2 separate regions of the Sus scrofa genome follow, and region 1 is linked to region 2. A link is a contact called in public Hi-C data. All regions are on one chromosome and are shown on one strand. The core of a region is the stretch at or near the end of the contact, and the rest is flanking DNA. Distances in the headings are between cores, read along the strand shown. Region 1 holds the start of NCEH1 (neutral cholesterol ester hydrolase 1). Region 2 overlaps NCEH1 (neutral cholesterol ester hydrolase 1).

Region 1 (5,555 bases), core at 78-2,577, 48 kb after region 2:
TCCTCTAGTTGTCATTCTTGAAAGGAGTTTACAAAAATAATCTAAGACCAAAGCCCAAGGTTGGGGGAAGGGAGGAGACTTGGTTTTGGAGGAGGGTTAAAAGTTTAGATAGAGTAGGCTGCTCAGAAATACTGTTCAATTATAGGGCTAAGCCTTGACTACAGATTGTAGTTTAGAGTTTGGATTTCTGGCACTAACAATGTCTCTGACATAGAATAAACCAGAAAGTTACATTTTCCTGTCTATGGAGTTAAAGAAATACACACCCATGATATAGTAGAGAGAAATGTGATCATGCCAGGGTAAGCCAAGGTATCCTGGCTCAGGCAAAGGTTATTTCCTCTACAGTCAAGGACATAAACTAAACGTTTCAGGGTAGGCAGAAAACAAATGCATTATGCAAACACCTGCTGCTACCACCTCCACAAATCTGGCCTCCAGCCAGCCAGCCAGGCCTCTTAGCCTCCTTTCCTGGGCTGGGCTTATGAGTGCCACGCATGAAATGCTAGATCTGTGTTGTTCCCCAAGTGTTTGGAGGAGCCTTGCCTGCTGCCCCTGGTAATGGAGGGCTCCATTGCCAGGATGCTGGGAGATCGCCCTTGCCCAAGTCGGCTTTTAAGGTGGCCGCATTCCCAGTAACCAGTGACTGTTTTTCCCAGAACCTTCCTAATAAAACACTTAACTCACTGTCCGCCGCCCCCTACGGGTGAACAGAAATGGGGAAGGGGTGGTTTATAAAATGCTGTAAAACTGGTTTTTGGCGCTGCAAACCCAGAAAGAATGGAGACATTTAGAAAAGACGAAGTATTAAACAGGAGTCAAATTCTATTCCAGAACTTCACCTTGTCCGTTCCCAACACAGACGAAGAGACACAGATCCAGCCCGCTGCTAGCAAGGAGGGGAATGCGACACCCTGAAAATGCCGGCCTGAACCACCTTAAAAAGCAACTGCCTCATCGCGTTAGAAAAATACAAATTCTCGTGGGACAAAGTCTGGAAATTCTGTTTCCCCCTTTAAATACTGCTTAAGAGGAGGGAGAGAGAATCAGCGATGTGCTGCGTCTCACCACTTGCTGTGCGCTCCGGAAAGCGGCGTCCAGCAGCCTCAGCTTCCAGGGATCGGACACGGAGCTAGGCAGGGGGATATAGACGTAATAGGCGGCCAGCGCCACCAGGGCGGTAAGCAGGACACAAGACGACTTCATCCTCTACCGGCTTGGCTATCCCGCCCGGCTGACAAGGAGAAAAGGGCAATCCACCCAAGGGCCTGAGGCAAGTTTTTCTAAAGGCCTGCAGCTCATTCACTGGTTTCTTATTTGCCCAGAAGCCTATCAGAGGCGGCGTCGGGAGGAAGTCAGAGAGCTGACGCGCCCCCTCTACGCAAAGAGGTGTCCTTGCAAAGTATTGTAGAGGATGCAGGTTTGAGAAAGCTCTGGGGCTGTGCTGGGTGTAGCACAGCGGACTCTGGAGGACATAGGCCGGTACTGCACGCCTGTGACCAAGGATTTCTTCCTGAAGATTCCCAAAGGGAAACATGCCCAGAATAGTTTCGGTGTGATGAGTTTATGTCTGTCCAAAGCACGCAGGCCATTCTGACTCAAAATGGAGTCTGATATGAGAAAGATAATAAAAATTCACTGTCTTCTACAAACATTTTCAAGGGAATGTAAACTCTAGCTGATTTGTGGGGGAAAATAATATAATAAATTTGTATAGCTCAAGCTATAAGCCACTTGTACAACTAGCACCCAAATCCTGGTTTCCAGATCTTATTCTCTAATAGAAGGAATCACGACTCTTGGCCAGAGAAAAGGCTGATTACAGGGCTGGGACAGGGAAAGTATAGGATGAATATGTTGTTCTGGAAGAGAAGGTGCTAAAAAAAGATGGGAACTAGTCAAATGGACACTTGCGGCATCTTGAAGGATCTCCCAATGGCTAAAGCTGGGGCAATTTTTATCATCAAAATAAATAATAATAGATTATAATAAGTGAATACAATAAATATTCAGGAGTCTACACTAATATAAATAAATGGGGAAATAACATGTGAAAAAATTCTTTCAGTGGGTCCATGGAAGCAAAAAAGAATTTGAATCCAGATTTCCTATTAAAGATAGGGGAGAAGGGTGGATATAGAATGTGAGAGAACTTCATGAGCAGAATTACAAGTAAGGATCCAGAAGGAAAAAACTGGAGAACAGTTTTAAGGAGGTGGTTAGAGAATAACTCCAAACTTACTGATCAAGGCCTTAAAACACTTGGTACCTATAATTTTGCACTGTGATATAGTAATTTAAATTTAAATTCAAATCAGTGAAATAATTTGGGACTGAAGAAATTATTGGGAGAAAGTTGGTTTACCATTCAAAGTTTGGAAGAAAACATTAATTTTATTTTATTTATTTATTTATTGTCTTTCTTCCATTTCTTGGGCCGCTCCTGCGGCACATGGAGGTTCCCAGGCTAGGGGTCGAATCGGAGCTGTAGCCACCGGCCTACACCAGAGCCACAGCAACATGCGATCTGAGTCACGTCTGCAACCTACACCACAGCTCACAGCAATGCCAGATCCCTAACCCACTGAGCAAGGGCAGGGATCGACCCCGCAACCTCATGGTTCCCAGTCAGATTTGTTAACCACTGAGCCACGATGGGAACTCCAGAAAACATTAATTTTATTTTGTCTTTTGAGGCCACACCATAGCATATGGAAGTTCCCAGATTAGGAGTCAAATCGGAGCTGTACCCTCTGGCTTACACCACAGCCACAGCAACACCGCCTCTGTGACCTACATCACAGCTCACGGCAACTCTGGATCCTTAATCCTCAAGGCCAGGGATAGAATCTATTATCCTCATGGATCCTAGTCAGTTTTGTTTTCGCTGAGCCACGATAGGAACTCCCAGGAAGAAAACATTTACATGAAGGGTATACTTCAATGATGTTTCAAGCATTCAATTTGAGATCATAATTTTATATCTCTTTTTTTTTATAACTAGCTAAGCATATAACTCTAAAGAGAAAGAGACGTATATGTTTGTGAGTGAATGTATGTGGTTAGAATTGGAAGCTAACCTCTACAGGTGACTATAGACAATCTCAGAGCTATCAACCAAGCTGACACCTGGATTGATTAATACAATTTGCTTTCAGGTAATCTGTAAAATAATTCAAGGTTTTACTTTGTAGACTTTAATATTTTTATCCTGAATTTTTATTGTATTCATAAAATCATTGATCTTAAAGCTGATGGCAAAACAAACAACAAAAAAACCCCCAACACCTGACCTATCCTTATATCTTTAGCCAGTAATAACAAGCTCAGTTTACAGATGAGCCCTTTGAGGCCCAGAGCAGCTTGTTCATGGTCTTCTAGTTTGTAAGTGATGGAACCAATATTTATCTCTGCCAGTAAGTGCCATGCAGCTTCCCTTAAGCAGTGCACAAAGACATAGAAACTAAGAAGAAGGAAAAAACACAAAGAAACCACTATAATTTTCAGTGCTTCTTCTGGAGATCTACAAGTCTTTTAAAAATGAAACCAGCTTGATTGGGTTCCCATCATGGCGCAGTGGTTAATGAATCTGACTGGGAACCATGAGGTTGCGGGTTAGATCCCTGGCCTTGCTCAGTGGGTTAAAGGATCCGGCATTGCCGTGAGCTGTGGTGTAGGTTGCAGACACGGCTCAGATCTCGCTTTGCTGTGGCTCTGGCGTAGGCCGGTGGCTACAGCTCTGATAGGACCCCTAGCCTGGGAACCTCCATATGCCGCAGGAGCGGCCCTAGAAAAAGCAAAAAGACAAAACAAAACAATTTGAGATAAATTTAAACACCTTTATCACTTGTTTCTAATACTTTACTAATTCAACAAACATACCTGGTCCACACTAAGAAACAAAGGAGTGGGGGCAAGGTAGAGAGATCTCAGCTCCTCTTGATTTGACCTGACTAGTGGTGATGGTGGTGGTGGGGTGAGAGTAAGGAAGGTTCAGAAAGGAAAGCCTAACAATAAATGAAGGATAACTAACATGCATAGAACGCTTACTACAAGCCAGGTTCTGTGGTGAACACTCTGAATGTATTAACCCAGTTAGTCTTTACAGAAATTCCAACAAAGTAGGTACTTCTATTATTCTGAAAACAGAGGTGAAATGCACCCAGCTAGTGGGAGGTGTAGCTGGACCTGAGCCTATTGAGTCTGGCCTCTGTGCTCATATGCTTTAACACTCAACTCTACTGCCACGTGGTTAGGACTGGGAAGAAAATAGAACAAGGTGGTATGACACCCTGAGGCTGGTTGCTGCTTTCAATTGGGTGATGAAGAGGACCTCCTTAAGGAGCTGCCATTGGAAAGGAGAACTGAGTGACTAAGGAGAGAGCCATGCAGGAATCTAGAGGGTAGGGAACAATTACAGAGGTCCTGAGGTGTCACGTGGTCACAGAGCAGAGTTTGCTGGTCAGGCAAGGGTCCTGTGTAAGGAGTGGTGTTGCAGGCACAGTCACAAAGATAGCACGGGTGTAGGAGGGTGGATTGTCTAGGACTGTGTGGGCTGTGATAAGGAGTTTGAACATCCTGGTGCGTGGGAAGCCATTGGAGGTTTTGCAGCAGGAGAACAAAAGGATCTGATCTGTACTGGAAAAGAAGCACAGTGTAGGACAACCACAGTGTAGAGAACAGGAGCCTCTTTCAGTAATCCAGGTTAGAGATGATTGTGGCCCTGAAGGGGCAGTGTAATAATGGGACAGAGAGAAGAAGCAAATTTAGAATACATTTTAGAGATAGGGGAGATCAGACATATTCATAGGTTGCGAAGGGTAAAAAAGGAAAGGAGTCAGTAGAATGTTCTGCTTCTAAGGAAATAAGCTGTAATTCAAGTCAAGTAATTGACATCTCTACTTATATAGAATTATCTTAAATTAGTTTTTATTAAAATCTCCTAACTAGGAGTTCTTGCTGTGGTACAATGGGATTGATGATGTCTTTGAAGTGGCAGACATGCAGGTTCAATCCCCGGCCTGGTGCAGTGGCCTGGTGCAGTGGTTAAGGATCTGGTGTTGCCACAGCTGTACACAGGTCACAACTTTGGCTCAGATTCGATCCCTGGCCCAGGAACTCCATGTGAACACAAGATAGCCAAAAAAAAAAAAAAAAAAAAAAAAAAAGACATAGCAATATCATTGTTTAACAAAATCTCTACCTTTCTTACTTGCAATAATTTACCCCCATGCCATATACTAAGCCATGTGAAGTGGGCTTCTTCATCCCAGAACAAGCAGAACTTTAGCTCAACAAACCCTGAGTTCTGCTTTCTATAAGGCACTGTGGTAGGTGCTGTCATAATGAAAATGGTTGCTTTCCCACAAAAAGATGTCTACTCTAGTCAGAGAGAAAGTCAGATAAACTTTTTATTATCCCATATATACAAAGTTCGGAGATACAGGGAGGAGGAAGGCACAATTAGCTCTGTTCTGCAAGAGTGAGGAATAAGCAGATCCACAAGAAAGGTGTTAACTCCTACTAGGCATACAAATCAGGACCTCATAGGAGAG
Region 2 (5,231 bases), core at 23-2,522:
TGCTATTTGAGGGAGACAACCCCAGAGGAAGAACCTATTCATTCCTCTAGCAGGTAGAAGCTTCCTTTCCATTAAAAGAACATACAGCAGGAGTTCCCGTCATGGTTCAGTGGTTAATGAATCTGACTAGGAACCATGAGGTTGCGGGTTCGATCCCTGGACTTGCTCAGTGGGTTAAGGATCCGGCATTGCCGTGAGCTGTGGCATAGGTCACAGACGCGGCTCGGATCCTGTGTTGCTGTGGCTCTGGCATAGGCCAGTGACCACAGCTCTGATTAGACCCCTAGCCTGGGAACCTCCATATGCCATGGGTGGAGCCCTAGAAAAAAGACAAAAAGACAAAAAGAAAAAAAAAAAAGAACACACAGTAAAATTGCATAAAAGTGGAATTGTCGTGAATGGATGTTTGTTTCCCTTTACATTTGTCCAATGAGATCTGTGCATAAAGCCTGGAAGGGGATTCCCTTCTGTTTCTACTCTCAAAACTGGCCCTTGAGATAGCTTTGACTACCAGTCATTCAGAAGGGAGAGCAGAGCTTAGTGCTCTCTGCCTCCTCCCTTCCTCCCAAGCCCTCTCATTACACCCTTTTGGACATCCATGACCAACTCACTCTGTCTAACTTGGTTGTGCTCTTTCTTAGGAGTTCAATTCAAACCTCAATTCTGAGCCTTCAAACTAGGTAAGTTCTTACCTATTAGATGCCTCTGTTATTACTACCCTTTCTACTTCACATCACCTGTCACACTCAGCATTGCTTGTTCAAGGTTTGCTGTCTCATCTGGACTGTAAACTGCATGAGAGCAGAAACTATATGACTATATGACATTGGCTGTACCTCAACTAAAGCATGAGTGATGTAGCTCTTTGTGGGCTGGCTGGCCCAGATGGATCCTAATCACCTTATCATTATTTCTGCAAAAAAAAAAAGTACTGTGAGTTCCAAATACACAGATGATAAACAAATTTGTAAGTTGGACCTTTCTTCTATTCTATAGTCTAGAGCACTAATCCTCCAGACTTGTCTAGTGCTTTAGAGTACCTGAAGCCCTTTTATCTCAAATGTTCAAAATGATTCTCATAACAACTCTTTGAAGTCATTAACCCAACTCAAAATATACTTATTTAACACACATGTTCAAGCCTTATACCCAGGTGCTGGGGACCCAAAGGAAAGAAGATATGATTTCTGTTCCCAGTAGGGAGGGATTCCTAACCCTTCCTTTGCACATGGGGTTAAATGACTTATCTGAGATTATACAGCCTTGAGTAATGGTACATGCCCACTGCTATGATGCTAATCTGCTGATATACTGGATGCTACGGTGAATAGATTTGCACAGTGGGGAGTGAAGATAAAAGCAGGCCCCTTTTAAAAATATATCCTTAAAAACACCCTGTTTTAGAGTTTCCTGGTGGCTCAGAAGGTTAAGGACCTGGTGTTGGCACTGCTGTGGCAAGGGTTTGATCCCTGGCCCCACAACTTCTGCATGCCTCAGGTAGGGCTAAATTAATTAATTAATTAATTAAACACTTTGTTTAAAAAAGAAATCCTGTTTTATGATAAGCCTAGACTTAAAATAACACCTGTTTAACTGGAGACAGGTGTTGACAGGTGGAGAAGGGCATGCAAGAAGAGTTAAGCATGTTGTCAGTTGCTTAGATTAGCCCTGGAGGATAAGGTTTGTGTGGAGAATCCTCATGGTGCCAATAAAGCAAGTCTACCCTGCCTCCTTTTCTTGGGCCTGGGAAGAGCTGGAGCTACACAGGAAACCACTGAAGAGGCCATGAGGCTGGTTCACCAGCACCCAGCTACAGAGCCTTGCTCCATAATGGGGTTCAGCTACTTAAACAACCCCTGCCTTCCTCTGGCCAACTGCCTAGCCAGATGATACAATCATTTGCTTGAAGGTCCCTGCATTACAAAATTGCACCAAGGGCCCTTGAGTGATCAGGGAGGCCCAGCTGAGGATTCAGGGCAGCCTGGGAGCTGTCCAGAGCTTCCCAGAACCAAATCTGCTGAGGAGGCAGCCCCAGCACCACTCTGATTCCAAAGGTCCTGTTCACAGAGTCAGAGGAGCCAGCCTTTCCAAGAGAAGCAAGAATTCTCTTAGGTCTCAGATATGGAGTAGGGGCAAGGACAAGATGAGCTATGAATGGGAGCACAGAGGGAAGGGGACAGCTGGATAAGCTTGGGGCATGGAAAGTGGGTGATATTGCCATAACCCTGTCACTCAGCATCCTTAGCTTCCCTCAATATTAGTTTGACACTGAGTCAAAGAGGCATAGTGAACTGGGGAGCAATTCCACCTAGCTCAATTCCCCACTCTATCTATGTGACTAACTAGCCATGTGACCTCAGGCAGCTCACTTAACCTTTGGGTTCTCAATTTCCTCATTTATGAGGAAAATATCAAAATTTTTTTTTGTCTTTTTTTTTTTTTTTTAGGGCCGCACCCATGGCATATGGAGGTTCCCAGGCTAGGGGTCCAATCAGAGCCACAGCTGCTGGCCTACTCCACAGCCACAGCAACATGGGATCCGAGCCACATCTGTGACCTACACCACAGCTCACGACAATACCAGATCCATAACCCACTGAGCGAGGCCAGGGATCGAACCTGCAACCTCATGGTTCCTAGTCAGATTTGCTAACCACTGAGCCACTACGGGAACTCCATTATCAAAATATTTATATTGGCGATTTTATATGAGAATTAAACAAGATTCTCCATTCATTTACTCATTCTGTAAATACTAATTAAATGCTCTTTTGGTGTTCTGAGACTAAATTCCAACCTCCAGCAAGCAATGATCCAGACACCAGCTGGGTGTCCTATATTTCAACTCATTTCTGACAATCTCTACCTAGAAATATCATCAGATTCCACAGATTAAGGGTTCAGTCCTACAAAACTATAGGACCCCTCAACTTCAGATATCAGTCCGAAGGTCAGGTTATCACTTGCTTCTCACTAACTGGCTATAGATTGCTAAATTTCCAACAATCCCCTCCAACTCAGGGTGCCAATCCCAAGTCCAGGTTGTTACCTGTACTTTTGACCACCTGGCTAGAAATCGGAGCTTCCCACAACCTCCTCCTCAGGTTCAATTAATTTGCTAGAGCAGTTCACAGAACTCAGGGAAACATTTTACTTACTACATTACTGATCTGTTATAAAAGGATACAATTCAGGAACAGTCAGATGGAAGGGATGTGGAGGGCAAGGTATGTGGGAAGAGGCATGGACGGTCAATGCCTGCTCCAGTGCTACTCTCCCCAAGTCTACACATGTTCACCAAGTGGAAGCTCTCCATACCCTGTCCTTCGGGGTTTTGTGCAGGCTTCATTACAGAGTCATGATGGCTTCATCACTAGCCATTAGCGGCTGATTCAACCTCCAAGCCCTCTCCCCTCCCTGGAGGTCAGGAGGCAGAAAAGTTCCAACCCTCTAATCACAGGGTTGGTTCTCCTGGCAATCAGCCCCCCATCCTTAGGCACTTCTAAAAGTCACCTCATTTACATAACAAAAAGCACTTTTAACACTCTGGAGACTTAGGAAATTTCAAGGATTTGGGGGAGCTGTGAGCCAAGGACTTTGGACAAAGACCAAGTATATGCAAAAAATAGAGTTTGTCATCTGAATGACCAAATATATATTTCTTACAGATCATAATATCACAAATGTCCACTATCAGCTAGGGACATTGCCAAACACTGATGACAGCTATGAACAGAACCGACAAAAATCCCTAAAACTCTACCTTCATGTAACTTATATTGTCTATTTCTACCCAATACAATATAATAAGTTAAATATATGGCCTGCTGGATGTTGATGACAATTCTGGAGAAAATGAAGCAGAAGAAAAATGGACTGCAGTTTTAAGTACGGGTCAAGGAAGTGCTGTTGAGAGAATGATATTTGAGCAAAGATCTGAAGGAGGAGAGACAATGTTCATTATAGCACCTGCACAATGCCTGCCACGGAGTAGGTACCATGATTTTTATATATTACCATCACTGCAATTGTTATAGTCATTATTCACATTCTTCCTAATTTCCCAGAAAAATAGCTACTATAGAATGGGCAGAAACAACTCCAAATACTGATATTAATACTCATAGTAATAATGATAATAAGAGCTACATCAACTAACACTGGTTGAAAACATTACTATTCACAAGGTCTGAGTTACAGAACCTGACTCCAGGAGAATAACTTTTCCAACTCCTGGTTATAAGTGAGATTCTCCTAAAATGCTGATTGTTAGATTTAAAAATCATAGTAATCTCAAGTAATCAAACTATATACTGTAGATAACTAATTGTATATTTCTCTCAATTTCTGTTCATTCCTTTTCTAGATGTTTCCAGAACTAACATAAAAAGATACTGTGAAGTGTTACAAAGCTAGCTCAGAAAATTCTAGGTTAAACTGGAAATCATTTTCTGTGACTTTGGGAATGTCACTCTGGACTTTTATTTTACACTCTACTACTTATATAGAAAATAAAGTAACTAGATGGTTACCTAGGATCCCTTCTTACATTTTTTTCTAGGACTACTATTCATTACTTACTCAATGGAGACAATGACAGCATTCAGTTCCTCAGCCAATGTTGTACACAGTTCATCATAATTCTTGGTTTCTAAAAAAGAAAAAGGAACAATCACTCACCATGAAGCAGTTTTTAATACTATCCTTTTTTTTTTTGCTTTTTTAGGGCTCCACCCTCAGTACATTTAAGTTCTCAGGCTAGGGGTAGAAGAGGAGCTACAGCTGCCGGCCTATGCCACAGGCAGAGCAAGGCCAGATCTGAGCCATGTCTACGAGCTACGCCACAGCTCACAGCAATGATGGATCCTTAACTCACTGAGCAAGGCCAGGGATTAAACCCGCTTTCTCATGGATACTAGTCAGATTCATTTCTACTGCACCACAATGGGAATTTCCAAAACTATCTATCCTTAAATTCTGCTAATTATGGATTGTTTTTAGACTTGGACTCAAGTTATTAATAATAAAAATAATAAAAGCAAATATGAACATACATCTCACCAACATAGTCATACATACAAATGTAAAAAATAAATCTGGTTTCAGATAAAAGGCAATAACTATAAAATAATAGGAAATCTATACTGTCTTACCTTCGAATATGATTTTAACTAAATATTTATTTAATAATGGACTATATCATGCATCAAATTCTGATTTTGTAGTTCTTC

The links. Hi-C and Micro-C count contacts between places; a contact is called where the count stands out from the background.
Region 1: a Hi-C map of fetal liver shows a contact between it and region 2, with 3 times the contacts expected there. The contact joins the promoter of NCEH1 here to the enhancer-like site in region 2. A contact is called at or near these places in 2 of 5 promoter capture datasets (fetal liver and liver), 30 of 47 Hi-C or Micro-C datasets (adipocytes, adipose tissue, alveolar macrophages and 16 more) and 2 of 2 datasets of contacts at active chromatin or transcription factors (alveolar macrophages and skeletal muscle).

What each region holds. Positions count from the first base shown.
Region 1 is chr13:111,205,958-111,211,512 of Sscrofa11.1, forward strand. It overlaps NCEH1 (neutral cholesterol ester hydrolase 1), which reads right to left and starts at 1,328. Exons shown (of 5, transcript NM_001243484.1): 1 at 1,069-1,328. The coding sequence starts at 1,206.
Region 2 is chr13:111,158,354-111,163,584 of Sscrofa11.1, forward strand. NCEH1 (neutral cholesterol ester hydrolase 1) reads right to left here. Exons shown (of 5, transcript NM_001243484.1): 3 at 4,582-4,651. Among named protein-coding and RNA genes, the nearest start is that of NCEH1, 46 kb to the right of the region's middle. Within about 2 kb of position 1,273, at least 1 of the 83 cell types and tissues checked has an H3K27ac peak or open chromatin away from gene starts, as enhancers often do. A contact at or near this core is called in fetal liver, where this site is marked.